Regions from separate parts of the Pan troglodytes genome. Here all the other regions are linked to region 3. Evidence: chromatin contacts called from public Hi-C and HiChIP or PLAC-seq data. All regions are on one chromosome and are shown on one strand. Each heading gives the region's core, a stretch centred on a gene start, on an enhancer-like site or on the middle of the called end of the contact. The rest is flanking DNA. Distances are from core to core; before and after follow the strand shown. Region 1 has its middle 120 kb from the start of SMIM20. Region 2 holds the start of SMIM20 (small integral membrane protein 20). Region 3 holds the start of RBPJ (recombination signal binding protein for immunoglobulin kappa J region).

What was found. Hi-C and Micro-C count contacts between places; a contact is called where the count stands out from the background. HiChIP or PLAC-seq counts read pairs in DNA pulled down with a chosen protein or histone mark.
Region 1: a Hi-C map of stem cell-derived neural progenitor cells shows a contact between it and region 3, with 5 times the contacts expected there. The contact joins the enhancer-like site here to the promoter of RBPJ in region 3. A contact is called at or near these places in 2 of 7 Hi-C or Micro-C datasets (blood and stem cell-derived neural progenitor cells) and 1 of 1 datasets of contacts at active chromatin or transcription factors (stem cell-derived excitatory neurons).
Region 2: a contact with region 3 is called in an H3K4me3 HiChIP or PLAC-seq map of stem cell-derived excitatory neurons, with 5 times the contacts expected there. The contact joins the promoter of SMIM20 here to the promoter of RBPJ in region 3. A contact is called at or near these places in 1 of 7 Hi-C or Micro-C datasets (stem cell-derived neural progenitor cells) and 1 of 1 datasets of contacts at active chromatin or transcription factors (stem cell-derived excitatory neurons).

What each region holds. Positions count from the first base shown.
Region 1 is chr3:26,490,402-26,494,481 of NHGRI_mPanTro3-v2.0_pri, reverse strand. No RefSeq gene overlaps it. Among named protein-coding and RNA genes, the nearest start is that of SMIM20, 120 kb to the right of the region's middle. Within about 2 kb of position 1,436, at least 9 of the 24 cell types and tissues checked have an H3K27ac peak or open chromatin away from gene starts, as enhancers often do. A contact at or near this core is called in stem cell-derived neural progenitor cells, where this site is marked.
Region 2 is chr3:26,371,499-26,375,941 of NHGRI_mPanTro3-v2.0_pri, reverse strand. SMIM20 (small integral membrane protein 20) reads right to left here and starts at 2,510. Exons shown (of 3, transcript XM_024356026.3): 1 at 2,270-2,510. The coding sequence starts at 2,378. LOC107974217 (a long non-coding RNA gene) reads left to right here and starts at 2,582. Exons shown (of 4, transcript XR_010156500.1): 1 at 2,582-2,681.
Region 3 is chr3:26,782,474-26,786,536 of NHGRI_mPanTro3-v2.0_pri, reverse strand. RBPJ (recombination signal binding protein for immunoglobulin kappa J region) reads right to left here and starts at 2,249. Exons shown (of 12, transcript XM_001166354.7): 1 at 1,825-2,249; 2 at 1,183-1,298. The coding sequence starts at 1,878.

The DNA.
Region 1 (4,080 bases), core at 187-2,686, 290 kb after region 3:
GCACTGAGCTAGGGATTTCCAAAATACACAGCTCGATACCAAAGCCAGTCACTAAGCGTTCAGGGGAGTCTGGAAGGAGGAAATGTGGAGAGAAAGAAGTCAAGGGAAAGCCCACCGTGCTTTTTCTGTACCTGGGAATCTTTTAAAAAGAGAAGGACGTGGACTGGCTGAGAATAGCCAAGACATCAACAGAGTTGATGGAAGACCTGGCTTTCCCATCTCTGGGCCCGCAGAGGGACAGCGTTAGAGACGTCACCCTTCAGGACTCCGAGAGGAAGCCACTTCACAAGCTGCCCCCTAAGAACCCAGGCTGCAGCCCCGGAAAGGAGCTGCGTTATGGTCAGCCTGGGGGCTTCCCAGAGCTCCCTTCAGTCCCACGGGGCACAGATGCTGAGTCGGGAACCAGTGGACCCACCAGTGAGCTTGCTGTTATGAGACAAGGTGACCGCCCGGTCACGCCCAAGGGCTGGACCTCCCCACGAACAGACTGGAGAGCCACTGGGGGATACGGGGAGAGCTCTGGGGCTGCAGCCCACTCGGGGCACTGCCTGGGCTGGAAGAATGGGCCACACATTCAGTACTGGAGGCCAGGAGGTCCAGCACGACACAGGCCACAAAAGGACGTCTCCCCAAAGACCAGCAGGCAGCAGCTGGCACACAGCCAGGGACCTTCATGGGACCAAGGAACCCACTGCTCTGCTGCCACGGCGGGGAAAGCCCCCTCGCTCCCCATATCCCTGCCTCCGCAGTGAGAGACAGAGCAAGCAGCAGCTCTCAGAGACACTGAGCGCTTTTCCTAAAGACCCAGCACTATCTGCAGGGTTTAAAATATCAGCTCGAAGTTTAACTGGATTGGACATCTCATTTATCCTCCCATCCCACTAACTAGTGGGTGAGGCTCAGAAGAGAAAGACCAGATTAGTTCTAAGCAATATAGTGATCCTCCGTTTTCCCTTCGCATCCGATGTGCTGTAGGAGATATATTTGTACAGCCTGGTGACTATGAGTCCTTGGGACAGCAGGGCCAGCCTGGGGAGGGCCCCTGCGGCGGTGGCAGGGTGGGCTCTGCTGCTCTGCCTCCCTGGCAGGGCTCACTGCGGCAGAGTAGGGAGGCCTTGTGGCGAAGGTCCTGAGCAAGACGTGGGGTCTCCGTTCCACCAGGGGTGGGTGGGGGCCGGCCGGGATGGAGGAGAGATTCAGGAGTAGAGTGGGAGGCTGTCCCAAGCGCCTTAGGCCTCTGGGGAGCAGCGGCCTGCCAGGATGGTCTGGAAGGCACGTTCACCCAGGCCCGGAGGCCGGGTTTCCCTGGCCTGGCGGAGGTCCCCTGGGACGCCCCTTCCAGGGGAAGCCGCGATTCCCGTCTCCGCAGCCCTGAGCCTGAGAGCGAAGCGGGGCCGGCCGGCTTTGCGAATGGCGCTGCTGCCCCCTCCTGGGTGGCGCCCGGCAGGTCCTGCGTGTCTGGAGCGGCCTCGCCGGCAACCCTCAGGGTGAATCCCCCGAGGTCGGACTCCGCCTCCCCGACGCTGCCCCTCCTCTGCATCCGCACGTAAAATCACCCAGGCCCATCCCCTCTCTATATAAAATCACCCAGGCCCATCCCTTCTCTATATAAAATCACCCAGGCCCATCCCCTCTCTATGTAAAATCACCAGGCCCGTCCCCTCACTATATAAAATCACCCAGGCCCGTCCCCTCTCTATATAAAATCACCAGGCCCGTCCCCTCTCTATGTAAAATGACCAGGCCCATCCCCTCACTATATAAAATCACCCAGGCCCGTCCCCTCTCTATATAAAATCACCCAGGTCCATCCCCTCACTATATAAAATCACCCAGGCACATCCCCTCTCTATATAAAATCACCCAGGCCCATCCCTTCTCTATCTAAAATCACCCAGGCCCATCCCCTCTCTATGTAAAATCACCAGGCCCGTCCCCTCACTATATAAAATCTCCCAGGCCCGTCCCCTCTCTATATAAAATCACCAGGCCCGTCCCCTCTCTATGTAAAATCACCCAGGCCCGTTTCCCCTCTCTATATAAAATCACCAGGCCTGTCCCCTCTCTATGTAAAATCACCAGGCCCGTCCCCTCTCTATGTAAAATCACCCAGGCCCATCCCCTCTCTATGTAAAATCACCCAGGCCCGTCCCCTCTCTATATAAAATCACCCAGGCCCGTCCCCTCTCTATGTAAAATCACCCAGGCCCGTCCCCTCTCCATGTAAAATCACCCAGGCCCGTCCCCTCTCTATATAAAATCACCCAGGCCCGTCCCCTCTCTCTATGCAATCACCCAGGCCCGTCCCCTCTCTATGTAAAATCACCCAGGCCCGTCCCCTCACTATATAAAATCACCCAGGCCCGTCCCCTCTCCATGTAAAATCACCCAGGCCCGTCCCCTCTCTATGTAAAATCACCCAGGCCCGTCCCCTCTCTCTATGCAATCACCCAGGCCCGTCCCCTCTCCATGTAAAATCACCCAGGCCCGTCCCCTCTCTCTATGCAATCATCCAGGCCCGTCCCCTCTCCATGTAAAATCACCCAGGCCCGTCCCCTCTCTATATAAAATCACCAGGCCCATTCCCTCTCTATATAAAATCACCCAGGCCCGTCCCCTCTCTATATAAAATCACCCAGGCCCGTCCCCTCTCCATGTAAAATCACCCAGGCCCGTCCCCTCTCTCTATGCAATCACCCAGGCCCGTCCCCTCTCCATGTAAAATCACCCAGGCCCATCCCCTCTCTATAAAAAATCACCCAGGCCCGTCCCCTCTCTATATAAAATCACCAGGCCCGTCCCCTCACTATATAAAATCACCCAGGCCCATCCCCTCTCCATGTAAAATCACCCAGGCCCGTCCCCTCTCTATGTAAAATCACCCAGGCCCATCCCCTCTCTATGTAAAATCACCCAGGCCCGTTTCCCCTCTCTATATAAAATCACCCAGGCCCGTCCCCTCACTATATAAAATCACCCAGGCCCGTCCCCTCTCTATATGCAATCACCCAGGCCCGTCCCCTCTCTATGTAAAATCACCCAGGCCCGTCCCCTCTCTCTATGCAATCACCCAGGCCCGTCCCCTCTCCATGTAAAATCACCCAGGCCCATCCCCTCTCTATATAAAATCACCCAGGCCCATCCCCTCTCTATATAAAATCACCAGGCCCATTCCCTCTCTATATAAAATCACCCAGGCCCGTCCCCTCTCTATGTAAAATCACCCAGGCCCGTCCCCTCTCTGTGTGAAATCACCCAGGCCCATCCCCTCTCTATGTAAAATCACCCAGGCCCATCCCCTCTCTATGTAAAATCACCCAGGCCCATCCCCTCTCTATGCAATCACCCAGGCCCGTCCCCTCTCTATGTAAAATCACCCAGGCCCGTCCCCTCTCTATGTAAAATCACCCAGGCCCGTTTCCCCTCTCTATATAAAATCACCCAGGCCCGTCCCCTCTCTATGTAAAATCACCCAGGCCCGTCCCCTCTCTGTGTGAAATCACCCAGGCCCATCCCCTCTCTGTGTGAAATCACCCAGGCCCATCCCCTCTCTATGTGAAATCACCCAGGCCCGTCCCCTCTCTATGTAAAATCACCCAGGCCGGTCCCCTCTCTATATAAAATCACCCAGGCCCGTCCCCTCTCTATGTAAAATCACCCAGGCCCGTCCCCTCTCTATGTAAAATCACTCAGGCCCGTCCCCTCTCTGTGTGAAATCACCCAGGCCTGTCCCCTCTCTGTGTGAAATCACCCAGGCCCGTCCCCTCTCTTTGGGCCACATCTCTCGTGTCTTCTCCGGCCGTTTCTGCGGTCTTTGTCCCTTACACAGCGGCGCTTGGTGACTAAGGATTACCTCTGTGGGCTCAGACAGGGTTGAAGGCCCTGGTTCCGCCCGCGCTGGCCGGTTCCTTAACCTCATGGAGCCTCAGGTGCTCACTGGTGAAATAGGTAGGACCTCGTAGGTTGCCACATCTTGGCACCAGGTGCCTGGCTATGTTGACTGCTCAGTAAATGGGAGCCATGATTCTCTTTCCTTCTGGCCTCATTGAATTCTCTGAGCTCTGTCCATGCATGCTCAGG
Region 2 (4,443 bases), core at 1,261-3,760, 410 kb after region 3:
CTGGATTCCCAGCTACTTGGGAGGCTGAGGCACAAGAATCGCTTGAACCTGGGAGGCAGAGGTTGCGGTGAGCCGAGATCATGCCACTGCACTCCAGCCTGGGCGACAGAGGGAGACTGTCTCAGAAAAAAGAATCAGTTACGATCCCCAGAAAAGAGTTGGCCAAATTAATCAAAATGGAACCAGAGGCCAGGCGTGGTGGCTCACACCTATAATCCCAGCACTTTGGGAGGCCAAGGCGGGTGGATCACCTAAGGTCAGGAGTTCGAGACCAGCCTAGCCAACATGGTGAAACCCTGTCTCTACTAAAATATACAAAAATTAGCTGGGCATGGTGGCAGGTACCTGTAATTCCAGCTACTCAGGAGGCTGAAGCAGGAGAATTGCTTGAACCTGGGAGATGGAGACTGCAGTGCGCCGAGATCAGGCCACTGCACTCCAGCCTGGGTGACAGCGGAAAAAAAGAAAAAAAAACAAAAAGGAACCAGAAAAGTGGGAAGGCACAGACTGCCTGCCTTCTAGTTAAAAATGCAGATATTATAGTTACATTCACTAAATGTTCACCCACAGATGAACATCACCTGATTTGTCTGTCTCAAGACATTCAGACAACCACAGATTCTGGAGTATCCCTAAAAGACTGTTGCTGGGATACACAGTACAAGCCCCCATCTTGACCATTTCATCTCAAGCAGGGTTTCTCAACCAAGGCACCACTCGAATTTTAAGCTGGGTAATTCTTTGTCATGGGGGTCTGTCTTGTATGCACTGCAAAAAGTTTAGCAGTATCCCTGGCATCTATCCACAAGAAACCAGTAGCAACACTCGACCCCCCCCATCCCAAGTTGTGACAAGCAAAAATGTCTCCAGATTGAGCCAAATATCCTGCGGGGCAAAATCACCCCTAGATGAGAACCACAGCTCTAGTTTTCAGAACTGACTTTTCCAATGGGATGCAAAGCAGACCCTTTGTCCCAAGTTCTAGTGGCCTCAATATAATCGCTGGGGCAGGCGTCCGCTGAAGAAGGATGGTGGAAACAGATCCCGCAGGGCTTCACACAGCCCACCTTACTCCCACGCATGGTGCATGCAGATAAGCTGGAAGGCAGAACATAGTGGCCATTTCAGTCTTGGCTAATGAAAAGAAGCTACAAGGAAATCTGAGTGTGCACTTAAAACACTCTGCCTCCAGAAATCGACTGCTGCAACATTTGTAATGGGCAGAACATTTACACGGAGCTTTCGCCTTCAATTCGCCAAGCTTTCAGTGTCCGTTAATATTCCCAAGGGACAGGGTTGGCCCTCTTCCATCTTCAAGATGATTCGGGTTTCCTGGTGAACAAAATGAGCCTCTAATGCCTAATATTTTCTGTCTGACAGATGGTTTCAGATGTATCAAAGTGCTAATCCTTGCTGAGGTATAGGTCTCAAGGAAGAAGAGTTTGGCTTTTAGAATGATAGGACTGGAATGATTAAGAAGGAAAATTACTCCCAGGATTTCACCATTACCATGTGAGCAATCGGCTTAAAACGAAGGAAACCAGCAGAATCGGAAAAACAATTTGAGGAAAAAGAAGAGAAAACACTAAAAACCCCAGGTTAACCGTTTGGGTTTGAAACAGTCACACTCAAAAAACATCTTTGGGAGTGGAAATGAAGTGCAGTAAAAGCACCTTTCCACTCAGGAGGATAAGGGTTCCATCTGGCTCCCCCAGTCACCATTCCCAGCCTGGGTGCTTGGAGAAGGCTCTGGACAGAGGCCTGGGGTTGGATATATTTGCCTTGTCACTTACTTGCTGTGTGACCTTGGGAACGTTATAAATCCTCTGAGCCTCTCAGTTCCCTCATTTGTAAAATGGGCATGTTTTACATATATACTTCAAGGTGAGCTTGTGCAAATGAAACGATCCAACATATGCCTAACCTGACGTATAATAGGCATTCAGTGAATTTTAACTGTAAATATGAACTGGTACTTAGCGTCAACTTATGTGAGGACTGCTTTCATATACATGATCACCTGAGTCTCACAGGAGGCTCGGCATTTTAGCATAGATGACGTAGCCATAAACATTCACAGATGAGGATACTGAGAGTCCTAGAGGTTGAGCAACTTGTCCACGGTCACAAAGCTGCACATGGCAGGATTCGAACCCGGCTCTCCCTAACCCTCGAGCCAAGTTCTTTCCACGGCACCACGTGGAGCTCACAGAGGGGAGGTGTGTGTGTTGGGGAGTCAGGTCACCGCAAGGGGTTAGAGATCACTCACTGTACTCCTCCAATCTCATTAGGGGCCGGAAATAGATGGGATAGAAGGCGGCGCCGATCAGGGAGATGAAGCCGCCGAAAATGAGCGCGGTGCGCAGGTTCCGGGACATGGCGTCAGGCCCCGGGCTGCCCTGACCCGCCGACCGCCCGGCACTCTCGGAAACCAGGTTACCGACGGCCGGGCCGTGACCCCGCTCGGAAGAGGTGGAGAGGCTTTCGCTTCCGGGCCTTGAGGGAGGGACGAGGAGGAGGGGCGGAGCGGAGAAAGAGACAGGGGTGGAGTCAGAGGCGGGGCCTCAAGGCTGGGGGCGGGGCCAGGAAAGGGGTGGGGTCACAGGCGGGGCCTCGGACCCCGCCCTCCGCCTTCCCCGGGATTCCGTGCTGTGCGGGCCGGACGCTGGCATTGGATTGAGGTTGGAGCTGTTTTGCTGCACTCGATTCCCGCGGGCCCTGTTCTGTCTACTTTCCTTCCTTCGGCCCGGTTCCTCCCTCAGCACCCTCCAGACCTCCTTTACCATCGCCTTCTTTACCAGCCGGCTTTCTCGTCCATCCCCCGTTAATTTCTTATTTAGCGACTGTCCGCCGTGCGCCAGATGCTCTCTGTCGCTCGCGCAATTAATCCTTTTATCAGTCTGCTTAGTTTACAGGAGAGGGAACCGCGGCTCCGCTGCGCGGCTTTGGACGAGTCACTCGTCCTTCTTGAGGGAGGTTTGTACGTATCAGAGACAAAGGGGCAAATCTCTGGCCCGAGAGGGCCTGCTGGGGGATTCTAAAACCGGAGCTGCGGGGCTTCTGCACCAAGACTAGCCTAGGAGGAACGTTGTTTCAGCATCCGAGCTACTCTCTTTCTCCATCCCATCCTCTCTCCCTCCATCCCATCCTCTCTCCCTGTTCCCTGTGCTGGGATGCCTTGGCCAAGGCAGAGAGCCAGCATCCGGTCCCATCCATGGGGCCACGGGGCGCTTCCGTATTGTCTGGGTGGGGGCCACCGAGAACAGATACCTCTTTCCTCTTCCTCAAGTTGCCATCCTCCGCCCTCTGCACCACACTGCCCTTACAAGTGGGCTGTGCCTGACTATGACCTGCCCAGGGATACTGGGCAGCTGAGACACAGATTCCTTGGGCCTCCATGCCTTTATAAATAGGAATCATGCCAGCAGCTGGGCCTGGGGAGCAAAGAGGATATCTGTCTTGACCCTAGCAGCATTATTTAGGCCACAACAGATCTACAAGCGTTTCAAAATAGCTTGGAGAGGACAGGTTTCCTCTTTCTTTGTAATCTTGTAGTTGCATCAAGCTACTGTCTACCTCTGTGGCTCTAGAAGCATGTAAATCAGTTATTCAATCTCTCCCCAGATTCATGGACTATCTGCCATGCCCCAAACACCAGGCAGAGTGCTAAGGGGACACAAAGATGAATAAGATGTGACCCCTGCTCTCTAGGATCCTGTCGCATAGATGAAGAGATAGAACATATCTATAAAAAATAACTAATGACCGACATTGCCTGCTGCCGACACGTGTTATGGTCCTGCGGGCTACAGAAATTCAGAGGAGGAAGACAGATGACTGCAGTGTGGCAGCTGCTCCTCGGGCACTTACAGGAGCTTGATAGGATGAGGACAGAAGACTTCATAGCACAGAGGGAACTGTGACACCAGCTTTATATCACACGATAGAAAATACCCAGGTGAGGGCTGTGGACAGTGGCTCATGCCTGTAATCCTAGCACTTTGGGAGGCTGAGGTGGGTGGATCATGAGGTCAGGAGTTCGAGACCAGACTGGCCAGCATGGTGAAACCCTGTCTCTACTAAAAACACAAAAAAATTAGCCGGGCGTGGTGGTGCACGCCTGTAGTCCCAGCTACCTGGGAGGCTGAGGCAGGAGAATAGCTGGAACCTGGGAGGCAGAGCTTGCAGTGAGCCGAGATCGCTCCACTGCACTCCAGCCTGGGTGACAGAGTGAGACTCCGTCTCAAAAGAAACAAAAAACAAAAAGAAAGAAAATACCCAGGTGTAGTGGGCATCGTCATTTTATCAGCCCTGTGGCCACTTCCCTTTTTTCTGTGAATAGTACCCCAAGTATCTTTCTGGGACCCACTCTTTTCCTACTCTTGGTCCATGAGATAAGCTAGGACTCCCCATCCTCATCCTACTTCTTCCCAGCTCTGAAAG
Region 3 (4,063 bases), core at 1,000-3,499:
ATCCCGAGAGAAAGGGGTGGCGATAGGGGGGCGGGAGGGTACAAGAAATCCCGAGAAAAAGAGGTGCGGAGGAGAAAACTAAGTATCCCATGCATCTTTCAGACCCACAAAACAACAACAAACCGTAGAGTCTTGTGTGCACTTAGAAGCAGCAGACGGAGTCCCCGGGGCTGAGACAGTTCAGCAGACGTACACCGTGGGTTGTGGATAAATCAACCGATGACGGGAGAGGAAGGGGGTGCCGAGAGAATAAGCCCGTGGATGGGGGAGACAAAGCGTCGGGGGGTGATCCAGGACCATACAGAAAGGTGAGAGGGGACCCACAGGAGAAAGACAATGGAAGAACAATTAAGGCAGAAATCTGGTGCCCGGGCTGTGGCAGGTCACTGGGCTAACGACAAGAGTGTGGCACAACAAAGGGGCACGGGAGGAAGGACAGCGGAGGGGAGGAGATGGAGAGGGGATGCGGGACGCCACGGGTCGGACAAAGCGCCCAAGGCGGCGAAACAAAGGGCCGGGGATAGAGAGTCGCAGGGGGTAGCGGTGAAAGACAAAGCGCCCGGGGCCGGGGGCACTAGCGGGGCGAGGCGGCGACAACGGCCGCGAGGAACAAAGATGCACGGGGCCCCCAGGCAGAGCCCGCTGGAGGCGCGCGGGAGGCACGGCGCCCGAGGGCCCCGCGCGCCCGGCCGCACTCACGCCCGCACCCGCCGGCCTCGCCGCCGCCGCCGCCGCCGCCCGCCCTCACGCGCTGGAGCCTGAGCCACGGCAGCGCAGAGCGGCAGCGCACGGCCACACGCCGCCGCCGCCGCGCTCGGCGCACGCGACGCCGCCCCCGCGGGCCCCCGAACGCCAAGCGCGCCGCGGCCCCCGAACCCGCTGCCCGCCGTGAGCTGCCAGACGCCCGCAACTTTCCCGGTTCCCGGCGCTCCGATTCCCTCAGACTTACCCTGTCACAACAGGCGCCATCTTCCACAAACTCTCGCCAAAACTCCAACCCTCGCGAGATTCCCCCCGACGCCTTCCCTGGTCCCTCTCCCCCGCCCCTTCCCTTTTTCCTCACTCCTCGATTCCACCCAGCCCCCGCGCTCCCTTTCCCCTCGCCGCCGCCGCGAAGAGCCAGACGCCTCGCGCCGCCCGCAGACTAGGGGATCCTGCTCGCTGCCTTCCCTGGAAACCTACCCAGGCGATGGAGCATGCGCAGGCGGCTCCTCCGCGGGCGAGCCCTCCGTGTGGTCCATGGGGAGCGCTCCGGTTATCCGGGTTTTGGGACGCGCCTTGAGGGACGTACGTGGAGACTGAGGAAAACCGGAGGGGATTACTACGGGGACGAGGAATGGAGGGGTCAGGAGGCGGGGCCGAGGAGAAGGGAGGAGGGGTCCTGGGAAAATGGGCTGCGTTTCACAGGCCTAGATGAAACACCTCCTCAATGGGTGTTTTCCAAGCGGCTTCCCGCTCACTCTGGGTTCCCAGCTCTTTTCATTCATTCAAACGTTCCCTGGGCTCCTCCTTTATGCTAATCTCGGCGTTTGGTGCAGGAGCGCCAGAGATGTCTGGGGTTCGGGCAAGTGACACGTCGGGGACTGTCTTCATTCATTACACCCCCCCATGCTAATGAGGAGGCCCTTCCAGAGCTCCTCAAGCGGAAAACTTTTGCAGTTGAGCTCTCTCGCCTTAGCGTTCTCCTTGGGTGTGAAATGAGGTCAAGCCAAGGCCTCTAGCAAAGACACCCCTAATGGCCACCTCGCAGACACACGCCAGAGCGCGGAGTAGTTCTCTCCAGAAGGGAAAACTGCCTTGGAATTGAGAGCCACATTCTCCCACCTCCGAGTCTGGCCAGAGGACCCGATCAAAGCTCTTGCCGCTCGCGTGCTGCATGGCCTCTCTAAGACCCCATCGCAGCCACCACCGTGTGTGAGCCCAGGTGTGTGTTGAGACCACTACTGCACAGGGAACCGGGCCACCCGAGGGCCTGGCACAGCCGAGGACACTGCCGGCTGCCCGAATCGCGCTTCAGGCGGCCTGATCCCGGAAGCCCCCGGGCAAACCTGGCCCCACGGGGCATGGAACAGCAGGGTGAAGGGCCCGAACCCCGCCCCCTCCTCCTACCTGCAGCCCCCCATCTTTCCCCTCCTTTGCCCTTTCCTTTCCTAGAGATTCCCAGATCCAGCACTGCCTCCCGCAGGGAGCCCCAAAACCCGGAGAACTGGAATTCGCCGCCCGAAACCTGTTGAAGGCGCTGCAGGATTGGCGCGGGCCGCGCGAGCGGCACTGCGCATGTACCCAATGCGGGCAGTCCAGTCTCACGCTACACCTCCTTCCCACCGCCTTCCACTACTCGGCTCAGACACAACACGGCCGTGGGAAATTTCCTAAACCTCGCGAGAACGTGCCCCCTGTTGCCTAAGCTTTCGCCCCAAATCTCGCGGAGCCAAGGCAGGACAGGTGTTTGCCTAGACCAGCTCCGGGCGCCGTTCGTGCAGCGCGTGCCCGGGAGGCGGGCGGCGGGCGGCGGGCGGCGGGCGCGGGCGGGGTGGGAAGGGAGCGGCTTGCCGCGGAGGCGGGGCGGGAAGGCGCGTGGCTGGGAGCACGGGGCGGAGGGCGGCGGGGGAGGAGACCCACGTCTCGCACACAACACGCACACGCCCTGTGACGCTGGATGGAAGACGAGGGGTGGGGAGCCTCGAACGGAGGAAGGGGAAGCCAGGAGGTTGGAAGTCGCTGCCTGTACGGAGAGTGAGAGGTCAGGCTCTAGGGAAGGAGGAGCCCCAGGCCGATCTCCCGGGGAGGTTTCCTGTCGCCCTCCACAAGCCTGGTACTTTCCTAAAACGTGTTAGACACCGCGCCCCCGCCTCCGGGAGCTGACAGACAGCCCCCAGAGTCGGGTTTGAGTCATGCCTTGAGTCACCTAGTCTGGCCACTACTTCGCTTACTTTGAAACAAGTTCTGATTCCTTAGCTACTCTACTTTAGCAATTGGTTTCTTTTTTTTTTTTTTTTTTTTTGAGACGGAGTCTTGCTCTGTCGCCTAGGCTAGAGTGCAGTGGCGCGATCTCGGCTCACTGCAAGCTCCGCCTCCTGGATTCACGCCATTCTCCTGCCGCAGCCTCCTGAGTAGCTGGAACTACAGGCGCCCGCCACCACGCCCGGCTAATTTTTTCTATTTTTTAGTAGACGGAGTTTTACCATGTTAGTCAGGATGGTCTCGATCTCCTGACCTCGTGATCCGCCCGCCTCGGCCTCCCAAAGTGCTGGGATTACACGCGTGAGCCACCGCGCCTGGCAGCAATTGGTTGTTTTCTTTCTAATCTACCCGCTGGCCCTGTGAGCTGGGTAGAAAAATAAATAAATAAATAAATAAACAGCTCTGCGCCCTCGCCTTGTTGCCTTGTATAGATTCTTGCTCCCGTTTAAGGACACGATTTTTAAAATTTCTTGTCAGTCTCTTCTTAGCCTTTTGAAGTAATCTTACAAATCAGTTTCTGTTTTTTCCTCCCACTAATATGGCTTTTTTGCTTTCCGTCACCTTTCCGTATTTTTATTGCAATATTCCATTTTACGTATTGCTGCGGCAGGTGCTATAGTGACTACTGTTTTAAATGCAGCCCTTCCTTTTGGATCATTCATCCAATGAGTTCCTGATTACGTAAATTCTTCAATCAGCCACGTTTCAGATTGGCCCTGATGTGGTTTCTATACCAGCCTTAGCCTGGCATTATCTAGGAACCAGTGTCTTCCTGCTCACGTCACAGCCCCGTAAATGTAGAGTTGAATTGAATTTTGATATTTGGAGGACAGTGAATTCTCTAATAGGAGGAAACCCTGGTTTTTAAGTTGTTTTCAAGGTTTTAGGGGTGTGTGTGTGTGTGTGTGTGTGTGTGTGTGTGTGTGTTTGCCTATTGATTATATACACAGAAAAAAACAGACTTAAAACCATTTGGTGCAATATCTCAGTGCAAGTCTGGCTTGGAACAGGATAGCTCAGGAGGAGGACAAAGCCCTTGGGGCACATATTCCTTGGAGCTGTCATCCCAAGAAGGTATTTCAGTCATGGCCTAGTCCAG